2 separate regions of the Tachysurus vachellii genome follow, and region 1 is linked to region 2. Evidence: chromatin contacts called from public Hi-C data. All regions are on one chromosome and are shown on one strand. Each heading gives the region's core, a stretch centred on a gene start, on an enhancer-like site or on the middle of the called end of the contact. The rest is flanking DNA. Distances are from core to core; before and after follow the strand shown.

Evidence for each region. A called contact is a pair of places that touch in the nucleus more often than the background predicts.
Region 1: a contact with region 2 is called in a Hi-C map of blood, with 4 times the contacts expected there. The contact joins the promoter of LOC132862647 here to the promoter of ndnf in region 2. A contact is called at or near these places in 2 of 3 Hi-C or Micro-C datasets (blood and muscle).

Annotation. Positions count from the first base shown.
Region 1 is chr19:19,778,368-19,784,211 of HZAU_Pvac_v1, forward strand. LOC132862647 (proproteinase E-like) reads left to right here and starts at 3,165. Exons shown (of 8, transcript XM_060894784.1): 1 at 3,165-3,377; 2 at 3,640-3,728; 3 at 4,289-4,386. The coding sequence starts at 3,248.
Region 2 is chr19:19,619,003-19,624,636 of HZAU_Pvac_v1, forward strand. It overlaps ndnf (neuron-derived neurotrophic factor), which reads left to right and starts at 4,081. Exons shown (of 4, transcript XM_060894460.1): 1 at 4,081-4,528.

The DNA of each region.
Region 1 (5,844 bases), core at 1,915-4,414, 160 kb after region 2:
ATATATTTCTAATTGCCGTCCACCTGTAATATAGCTGTATGTATTTATTTACATGTATTAATATTTATCATGGGGGCACGGTGGCTTAGTGGTTAGCACGTTCGCCTCACACCTCCAGGGTTGGGTGTTCGATTCCCGCCTCCGCCTTGTGTGTGTGGAGTTTGCATGTTCTCCCCGTGCCTCGGGGGTTTCCTCCGGGTACTCCAGTTTCCTCCCCCGGTCCAAAGACATGCATGGTAGGTTGATTGGCATCTCTGGAAAATTGTCCGTAGTGTGTGAGTGTGTGAGTGAATGAGAGTGTGTGTGTGTGTGTGCCCTGCGATGGGTTGGCACTCCGTCCAGGGTGTATCCTGCCTTGATGCCCGATGACGCCTGAGATAGGCACAGGCTCCCCGTGACCCGAGGTAGTTCGGATTAGCGGTAGAAAATGAATGAATATTTATCATTCGCTATACTATATGTAGCCTGTTCATTCTTTTTTTTTTTTTTTAAGGGTTTAGTTTAACCCCAAACAGCATTCCTTCACTTTTAGGCTTTTAGGTATGGAGGTTTGGACCAATTACGCTCCATTATTTCTCAAACATGAGTAAAACAAGTAGCAGCTGTTTAATTATGTGTTGCTAGATGGTAATATCACAGTAAAAAGATTTATACAGCCATATTTCACTATCCCCTGTAGCCCTCGAGAATTTTTAATGTAAAACAAACAAAGCATTAATGATTATTGATGTGATCCAGACAATTATGATTTATCCATATGTTTGTTTCTGGGAAATGGTTCTAATGTCAGGATACATATAAATCTGTGTAGACAATTTGCCCACGTAAAGTACCTTGTGATTGCACTGTGGAATTTTTAAATCCATCATGTTCCTAAATGGCGTCCAATCTGCACATTTGGCTGATCGTTATTTTTTCCCCTTAAATAATTATCGAACTGGAATATTTAGGTGGAGATAAATATTCTTATCCTCCTCAGCTATCAACAGTTTATGTTAAGAAGGAGAAAGTGGAGGGCTTGCTTACAGGAAGTGGTGGCTTTACTTCAGGAAGTGGATACTTCGATCACCTTAAATGAGCCTTTGCCCTCTTCCTGAGTTTGATGTGATTTATCCTTTTAAAGCCTCAACGCTTATGGTTTCGCCTCAGATGATTGCTGCCATGTCTGAGAACCTCAGCAGATCCTCTTGGCTGTTCTTACAGGGTGTGAGTTGAGCCCCTGGTGATTTATCTAAGTGTGTGTGTGTGTGTGTGTGTGTGTGTGTGTGTGGCTACTGTGGCTGGGTGAACTGCTCCATGGGAAATGCTACACAGAGAGTGTTCCATAGGGTCACGTCATTGTATGTAAGGAATAAAACTGTGACATGCTCTTTGTAGGAAAATTATTGACTGGGTGCTGTGATGCAGCGTGACACAAACAAGAATTGATGGATATTTACATTTGTAGAGCTTTCTTTTTTTTTTTCTTTTATCTTAACAAGACAGAAACGGTGCAACTTGTGTCATGTTCTTGAGAACCTTGAATGTCTTGAAGACGTTGCTACTACAGAAGATCAGAAAGAAACATCATGTACTGCTTCTGAGTGCTGACACTGGAGACTATTTCCATCGGTTTCCATTCACCGTAACAATGATTAGTCATTTTGCTTTATGAAGCACAGTAGGTTTCGCCCGAATCAGTATATTATTAGGCTTCGGTTATGTAGCACGCCTGTTAAACGAGTCCACATGGATGAGGTGTTTTAATAGAAATGATCATGATAATACATTCATTCCTGTTCTGACCAATCAGATTCATTGTGAACAAGAATGTCAGTGGGGTCAGTACCTAGTAAAGAAAAGAATTGGTTATAGAAGTGATCTATATTTGTAAAGTGTACGAAAATGATGGAACCCTTGTGTGGATGATGTGTATTTCTGTATTTTATGAAAAAATACACGTTGCATAGATGCTAAAGCCCACATTCTCAGACATTCCAGCATGCTTCAGTATGTGAGCTAATCATTTAGAGATGGGTGTCCTTGCACAGAGTGTTTTATCCCCACCTAGGGAGAGATTTCATATTCCTTACATTATGACAACAGAGACAGTGTGTCCTCGAGCGAATTGGCTTTGCACCGCGGTGCCCTGGGTTTCCACGACGCTTATGCAAATATGACACACATGCGTAAATCAGCCCACGAAATATGTGGCGTGGTGAATTGTTTGAACGCAACCCAAAAACAAACAGAGCCATTTAGCTGTTTGGCCAAACATCGATTCGCTGTGCCTCTTTAAACTAGGGATTTATGAGAGCGCTCTTGTTTCTCAGAGAACTGTAATTCTCCCCTAGAGAGAAGAAAACTGTCAGAGAAAAGAGGGCTAGAGAGAGAGAGAGAGAGAAAGAAAGACAGAGAAGGACAGAAAGATGTAGATGAAATGTGCTCGAGATTCAGTGAGAGCTGGAGGACGTTGTGGCGCTGTGTTATTTATTAACACATGAAAAAGTTGTTACAGGACTGTTGGTCTTGAGTAAACACCAGTGTCTGCAATTATGCAGTCACGCATGTGTGAATATGTCAGTGGTGCTGATACTACAGTCCTGGACAGGCTCCATGTCTGCATCTGGCTTTATCGATCTGTCATTTTCCTCCTCTCTATTATTCACCCAATTCTCTACGATCTGCAGATCTGCACTGACACACACACACCAACCAATATCCTTCATATGAAATGTTATATGTAATGTTAAAACTCGTGCATTGAAGCTGTTTTAGGAAAATAATCTACCTCAGAATGTTGTGATGATGGTATGATGAGTTAGATGAGCTCAGTTTAACTTTATAGTAGCTGATTATTAGCTAGCGATGTTTGTGATTATTGTTTCTAGGACAATATCATAATGATAATGCTTGAGGTGGCTTGCTAATGACCAATAATAATAAAAAAATCTTTATGATTTCGCATTTTAGTCTTTGTGTTTATGCCGTGTGAATATTCTTTCCCTCATGTCATGTTGCTCTTTCCACATGTGTGTGTACTAAGTTTCTTCCCAGCTCATATCAATAACTAGAACTGATAAACCAGCCCTCTCGTTTCCTCTACCTGCCTTAAAGCAACAGTTAACCTCACAAAACAGGTAGCTATAAGCATTTCTTACCTCAGATTTGTAGCTCTAGTAAAAATCTACATAGAAAACTTTACGCACAAAACATACTGGCCAACTGACGACATTTGGACTAGGTGAAGCATTGTGTAGACTTGTGTATGAACTACTCCTTTAATGCGTGGAGGTCAGTGGCAGCTATAAAAACTCAAGGCCCGGGTGTCCACTCTGATACACAAATACACAGCATGCTAACACAACTAGCATTCTTCCTGCTCATAGCAGATTATGGTGAGTACGCTATCGGCTGGAGGTGTCGCTCTCATCCGAACAATCGCTTTGTTCTTAACTCAAAACATTAATCTTTCAAGCATTTTATGGGAATTTAAATAACATATGTTAGTACTTACTTTCACCTCCTCACATTGTGTTTGAGTATTTACCATTTTTCAGAAATGTCTTTTACCTTCATCTGTATTCATAGCTTCATAATATTAGTTATTTGAATGTGTGTGTGTGTGTGTGTGTGTGTGTGTGTGTGTGTGTACTCTAGCCTATGGATGTGGCACTCCTGAGATTGAGCCGCTCCCTGGCAGAGTAGTAAACGGAGAAGAAGCCAGGCCCCACAGCTGGCCCTGGCAGGTACTTCAGTAACTTTTCTAATCCCTTAGCTTGGAAAGCTAAACGAAAATAAATTAAAGTTTAAACTCCAGTCTACAACGTATGCTCATATTGACTGTTGAGTGTGAAGATCTAACCAGTGTAATGTTTTTTTGAACATTTTTCTCAGATGGAAACTAAAAATACAGACAGCTTTGGAAACTAGTTAGCTAGCTTAAAGCAGCTTTGTTACAGACAATGTAAAACCAAACTGATTGTGACTGACTGTTTTTTTCCCCCAAGATATTTAAGCTAGCCTGTGGTTACACATGAGGTGATTTGATAAATAATACAAATATAAAAGGAAATATTAGCTTTGTTATTTAGATTTTTGGACATAAGCTGGAAAATATTTAAATTGGTTCAGAAACTAGTTCTAGCTCATAGCTGCTAAGTGTTTGCTAATGATAATGACAATGTAAAAGCAAAATAAACTAGAAACAAGACTTAATATTAGTACTATTATCATTTGCCTCACATGCATTTATAAAAAAAGACTCTAAAAACTGTGTGTGTGTGTGTGTGTGTGTGTGTGTGTACAGATCTCACTCCAGTATAAACACGGCAGTCGTTGGTATCATACCTGTGGTGGGACTCTAATCGCTCCACGCTGGGTTCTGACAGCTGGACACTGCATTTTGTAAGTGAAGGAAGCTTTAGTGTCCCTTAAAGTTATAGACAAAGAAAGATTTTTTATTTTTATTTTTGTTTTAAATTCCTAGTTCATCACTTCTGGGGGTGTTCTGATTTTTAAAAAAAATTGTCTGATGATTCATAACTTAGCGATCATCCAATTAAATGACCCTCACCATATGTCTATCGACCCCCTGGAGGCGGGTCTTGCTCTAAAGTAGTAGTTTGATCATGTGTTCGTTCTGACACACTGTTCAGTTTTCTAACCATCACTTATTTTGTAAAATAATTGTTTTAAAAAGCATGCAGGGATGGAGATGTAAGAGTGCATGGGAATTTCTTATGTTTCCCATGAGTTTGTTGTAGTCTTGGACTTATTATCATTTGTATTTGGACTTGTCTCTGTCATGGGCTTGGTTTTGCTAAAACCCTTGTGGGGTTTTTTTTTTTTTTTTTAAAGTAATGTTTGTGTTGTCTTTTCTTTTCAAGTGTATGAAGTTGGACAAGAAATAATTCCTTCTTGACGGATCCTAATCATTGACTCAATGCACAAATGAAGCTGGCCAGTTATGGCCTGTCCTTCAAAAGGATTTGAAGTTTTTTTTAGGGTCTCTCTTGAGTCTGCCTTGCTTTTGTTGTGACTTGGCCTTAAGATTCTGTTGAATTTATCTTGGAAGACTCTTAGTTTTAGACTTGTCTTGGATTTGATTCAGTACCTACTGCATTTGATTCACAAACTACTGTATTGGATTTGCTAACTACTGCATTTGATTCATTAGCTACTGCATTCAATTCCATACATACAGCATTCATTTCAGTTTCTACTTCATTTGATTCGGAACCCACTGCATTTGATTCTGTATTTACTGCATTTGATTCAGTTCCTACACCATTTGATTCAGTGTATACTGCATTCACCACCTAATGCTTGGCCATTGATACTGTCTATACTGATCAGTATACGTGAGACATATGAATCTGAACTGTATACAATATAAATCCGTACAAACTGTATGTAGTCTGTGAAGAGATCAAGAAGAGGAACTACAGCTTCTTTCTATAATACACGTAACCTGATAAAAGAACTTTATGTGGTTAAACAGTATCTTCAATAGGGATGGTGAAGGATTCACTACCGGCCTTAGAGATTTCTCCTGCTTACATTTATGAGGAAATTGTTAGAAATATATTCTGACAAACATATTAGTTTTTGATAAATGATGATATAATGATATACACACAGTGTTTGGTAGAAGACTGGGAATTTTTTGGATGCTACTCAACCTCACAGCATGACTGTGGATGTGAAAGTGATACGGCTAGTAGCTAAAAGGAACAACTTCTCCTTTCCAGTTTTCTTTTTTTTATATATATTTGTGGTTAAACGGTCAGTGACTCGAGTGCGTCTGAGTGAAATAGCCACCCGGTACCAAGCGTCTTTTATTCACACTGGGTCCAGTTACAG
Region 2 (5,634 bases), core at 2,831-5,330:
GTGTTTGTGTGTTAGTGTTTCTGATGGCTAACACTACCTCCAAATCCCTCCTGTCTCTGTTATCACTCAAGCGGTGTGAGAAGCTTCTTCCACATTCCATTACCCTAAGATAAGATATCAGTTCTTGACTCTCCTCAGAGCAGCGAGCTCCAATTAGGCTACACAAAGCTCAGAACGACACCAACACAACGTGAGTGCTGAGCAACAAACACAGACACACAGCTCTTCCAGAGGCTGCTACTCATATCTCACGGGAAGGAGCAGAATCTGAGAGTCAGACGCAGGTGCCGGGTCAGTCCCAATCTTCCTGAAGTAGGAAAACTGGTTAAAGCTAAATATCTGGATGCAACGTGTTCAAGACATACGAAGAGTATATTTTCGTACATGTATATTAAAGAAAAACGTATAAAAATACAGAGACACTTGTACCGTTCCCATTAATTACACACTTCAACCTTGACAGAAAAAAGAATGTGCATAAATGAATTAATTTCCTAAATAATCTTAGTCTTTAAAAAAAGCCTTTGATTTGAATTTGCTTTACTTTGAGGTAGAGAGTTTCTAAAGACACCTCGGTCTAAATCTGACTGGGTCAGAAGGTTTGTGGCATCCATAAACACAGATTTTAGTGCCGCTCTTTCAAAACACTGATGAAGTGAACGACAGGTTTCAAGCATGGGGCTGTTAGTGGACACAGACATCTGGTAGTGAATAAAGTCATTTAGTCTTTTTGTAAGACGTCACCTCTTTCAAAACATCGTCCTACTCACCATGTATTCATCGACTCTTTGATTGACCTCATTAACAAACAGCGTCGTAAGGATCATTTCCTTGTCAAGACTCTATAAAAACAGTACAGATGTTACAAATAAATTTAGTTTATTTATTAATCTGTGCACACTTTATATGAATAATCAGTTTGCATCAGCATATGAATATAAATGTGCAATTATACATTTTTTTAATTATAAATTTTTTTTTGGAGATTTGAATTCATGAGAATTTGCACTTAGGATTTTTGATTTATTTATTTTTTTTATTATTTTTTTTCTAAAAATAAAAAAAATTTGTTATTTGAAAATCTTGAACATTGGCAAAAATATTTAAAAATATATTAAATACACCACAGAAAAACAGGAAAATTTGTATACAAAATGAAATACACATTCGATTCAATTCAATTTCAATACAGTTTATTTGTTTAGCACTTTTAAACAATTCACATTGTCTCAAAACATCTTTACAGAAGTATAGAAAGAGAATAAAACATTTAAAGTTTAAATTAAGTTACTATTTAGCTCTAATATTTATCCCTAATGATCAAGACCGAGGTGACGGTGGTGAGGAAAAACTCCCTGAGACGACACGATGCAGAAACCTTGAGAGGAACTTCATCCTCATTTGGGTGACACTGGACAGGAAATAATGTCAATGTAAATAATGTCCTTTCTACAACAGTTTATAGTCGAGTGGAAAAATACTTGAAATGCTTTCAAATCTTGTAAGATTAGTGTTTTTAACACAGATATTCAAAGCAAACAAAGTGATAAGTGACATATTCAAACCCGTTTTTTTCCCCAGCTCCAGAAGTTTCATAAATTTATTGGGTTAGTTACGAATGTACGAATACAATTTATAATCATGGCATCACTACAAAAACAATCCAGTTTCCATTTCTCCACCTTTATCACTAGATGGCGCTGGTGCACCGAGGCCACACTTAAAACATTAAAACATCAATGACCAGATATTAAATAAGATTAAAATAGGATAGAAAATTTAAATAGTGACAGACATTCTCTTAAAGAGGGGACAAATAACAAAAAACGAGGCTGTCGTAAACACTTTACTCTGTATTTGAGTATCATAAACAGACTTTATGAGTCCTGAAGAAGTCATGGCCTTAGCGAGTCATAAATACAGACATAATTACCTTCCGTCAGGGGCAGAATTTGGTCTGGTGGGTCTTGTCTTTTATAAATATTTACTTTCCCTGGGTTACAACATGGCTACACACAAAAGAGTGCTGCTGTGGGGGTTTCACACCTCTGGGTTTGCTCTGAATATCTGTGTGAAAAACAACATTAGCTACTAGATCTGTTGTAAGACAGTCAACAACACGTGATCGTATTTCATCTCAAACAGTGATAGAAGAATTTAAAATATTTCAACTTCACCCTGAGACACATTAAATATGTTTAGATTGAAATATTTGTGATGAGTTTGGTAGCAGTTTCATTTCTTGATAAAAGTTGATGTCACTGCTATCGCTAGCACAGTTACAACAGTAATAGTAATAGGAAACACTTCCAATGATCTCAAACCTAAGCGATAACAGGTAATGTTTACTTTTATCTCCTAGAGACAGGAGGCATTTTCCATCAATGTTTCACGTTTTAATGGGAAAGTTCTGACGGAGAAAGTTGCAGTGACGTTGATGAGAGTGTTAGCATGAAAACTGAAGCGGTTTGGGTTTGAGCAGAATGTACAACGGAAGACGAAGATAAAGACGAAGACGTTGTTTCTTCCTACATCCTACAATCTGGTCACCATCGTTCACTGTTAATGATGATTAATATGCAAAACATTTGGCGTCTTTGCTAGGCTACAGATTAGCTGTTTATGGTGTGCAAGATAAAGATTCGATTTAGATTAGATTTTTTTTTCCCTAAGAACTATAAATTAAATGCCATACAGCAGCATTAAAGTACAAGTGTATAACAACCTTGTCATATACCTGACAAGGCTACTTTGAGGAAAACAAAGCATTCCTCACGTAACCCCAGAATAGCAAACTGTTGTTTGTAGAACTGAATAAAAAAAAAGAGGCAAAGACACAAAAGAGAGGAAGACAAAGAGCAAGTAAAGAAGACGTGGGAATTTTCCCTCTTCCTCTCTCTTTCTTTGCCCCTAATTGACTTTCTTATTCACACACAGAGGCCCTGTCAGTGGCTCCATTCCAAACAGCTTCCTGCTCCCTACATATGGCCGATATAAAGCTGTCTGAGATTCAGACAGTATCTCAGGTGTTGTGCGCTACCTGCGGCTGCAGGGAAAAATGCCTCAACTCTACCGTTTACAGTAAACAGTTACGGGGGATCCCCAGTCTTACATGAACACCCTTTAATAAGGCAAAGTGTACAGCAGGAATGCTGACTAATCTAGATTATGGGTTCTCTAGACTGCAGCTCATCACGGCATGTCAAGTTCAAGAACACAAAATAGCACTGGTTACTTCAAAAACAGAAGGTTCCTGGACTTAAAAGCTCCATAGACCAAAAAAAAAAATGCTCCAGGGGCCTTGTTGAAAAGATTCTTGGCACATCAATGATTAGCAATGAACCATATAAATCTTTACATTAATATCTTATATTATCTTGAATTTTACAAACTTCAGAACACTTCTTAATTATATGAATTACTTTTTAATAACTTTCTAAATACTGACAGTGTAGAAGAACATTTTTTTCCCCTTAAACGAAAAAGTTTAACCCAAAAAGATTTACATTCATTTGAAGGTTATTTAGGGGGAAAAAAACATGGAAAAGATTCTTGGAAACTTGCAGAAAAAATGATGCAAAGGTACCAAAGCATACTAAATTCTACCTTCACTGCTGGATTGATATTTTAGTGTTTATGGTTTACTTTAAAGCTATATGTGTGTTTTGGTTTTTTTCTTTGTAGTTTTCACACTAAACACTGCACACACATGTCCATGTCCATGTGAAAAGGGAAAAACCCAGCAACAAAAAAAGGTACAGCGATTGTCTCAGACTGTAAGAGAAGATTACTGCTTATACTTTCTACACTTGTTCATTGTTTGTTGAAGTTTGGATTAAGTTCTTTATTTTTATATAATGAACCTTAAACCTCAGTAATAATGCTTATAGACTGGTCGGATGAGTGAATGACGTGTTTAAAGTCCCCTTTCTGGCACCTTTATTTATGAAGAATGCAGCGGGGACAGATGTAGGTCATTTCTTTTGGGAGATAGAGTTTGGGTAATGGTGTGTGTGTGTGTGTGTGTGCGTGTGTGTGTGCACGAAGTGGGCAGGCTCATGGGAGTCGCTTTTGCGAGCGCGCGGAACCAGAGGCTCGACAGCTCTCTGTCCTCTCTCACTTCAGTTCAGTCAGAGTCTGAATAACAGAGGGGAGACAGAAACCTCAGGATAACCTCCCTGTCTCTCAGTTTGGAGTTTGGAGCGACCACAAACCCCGTCAGTGCCACAAACTGCGCACCGCAGCGCACCGCAGCGCACCGCACCGCATCACTCCTGTGTGCTCAAGTGAGTGGAGGAATCTACTGCTAAAAAGAGACAAAGGACAAACTTTACTGTTATCACACTTCGTCTTTAAGTTCTACACGGGCATCGGTTTGTGTGTTGTTGTTTTTTTTTTATTATTGTTTATCTTTTAATGCAATGCATTCGAGTTGAAGATCTCGCGCTCCTGGAGGGGATCAAAACTAACTGACTTTTATCTGGGAAGCCTATTTAACATTCATCTGGTCCGAATAAAGCAGAACAAGGTAAAGTGTTATACAATATTTAATTTCATTGAGACAGATTCATTCCTTTTTTTTTTATTTTGCATGCATGCATGCATGCATACATCAGTTGTTGTGCAAATCAAGGAACCTCTTCTTATTCTTTATGTGGGTCTGGGGCTTTACAGGGAATACCTTGTCCTTAACTTTATTTTGCATGACTGCAAAGTTTCCTGAATGCACTCTGAAGAACTTTCCTTCAGATCTTCACTGAACAGTTTGCTTTTTATAGCCTTGTGTGTTGCATGATTTTGCATTTCCGTCCTAAGCGTGAGTTTAAATCTCGTAAATTGCTTTTATTAGGAAAACTTTGGGCATGTCGAGGAAGGGGGTAAAAAAATAGCTCGGGACTCTCCGAGTACTAAAACTGCTCCCTTTGAAACTCGTGCCAGTGCGCGAGGGAACTGTTTTTTTTTTTTTTTTTGCGGTTTCTACAACTCAGGGTAGTTAAATTCAATCAAGCCCGAGCTCGCACGCGCTTTTAATTTAGCCCCACGCACCGGGTTGAGGTGGGAGAGATAAGGATGAAGAAAAGAAGAAAAATAAGAAGCACGGTCTTTTAAAAACAGGTGAAACTGGACGCACGCGGGAAGCAGGCAAAGCAGACAGGAGGCGCGCGCGCCCGGACAGCTCTGTGCGCGAGGCTGCACATCAGAGTCTCACGCGCTCTCATCACAGGACCCTTTAATGTCACCGACATGTTCGACAACCTGCAGCGTTTTAGCTCACATTTATCTTTAGCTTAAATTTATATTGTTTTTACACCGTTTTCTGAGACAAAACGCCCGTTTCAGCCCGTTTGTATATTTTAAGACAGAAAGTTCTGGATTATGGCCAATATGTTAACGAGAAACATCAATTAAAAACACGATTAGCATCAATGCTAACTCCTTCTCTTATAGTAAACAAAAACCTTTGTCATTTTTTTACACTAAACAAATTTTATTTGATTATTCAGTCATTATTTTGGCTTTTTTATTCTTCTTCAAAAGTATGGGTTTATATTCATCACTGTGGTGGTTATAATATACTATTGTAGAGAAACGGTTATAATGTTGATGGTTCATTTAGGTCATTTTTATTTATTT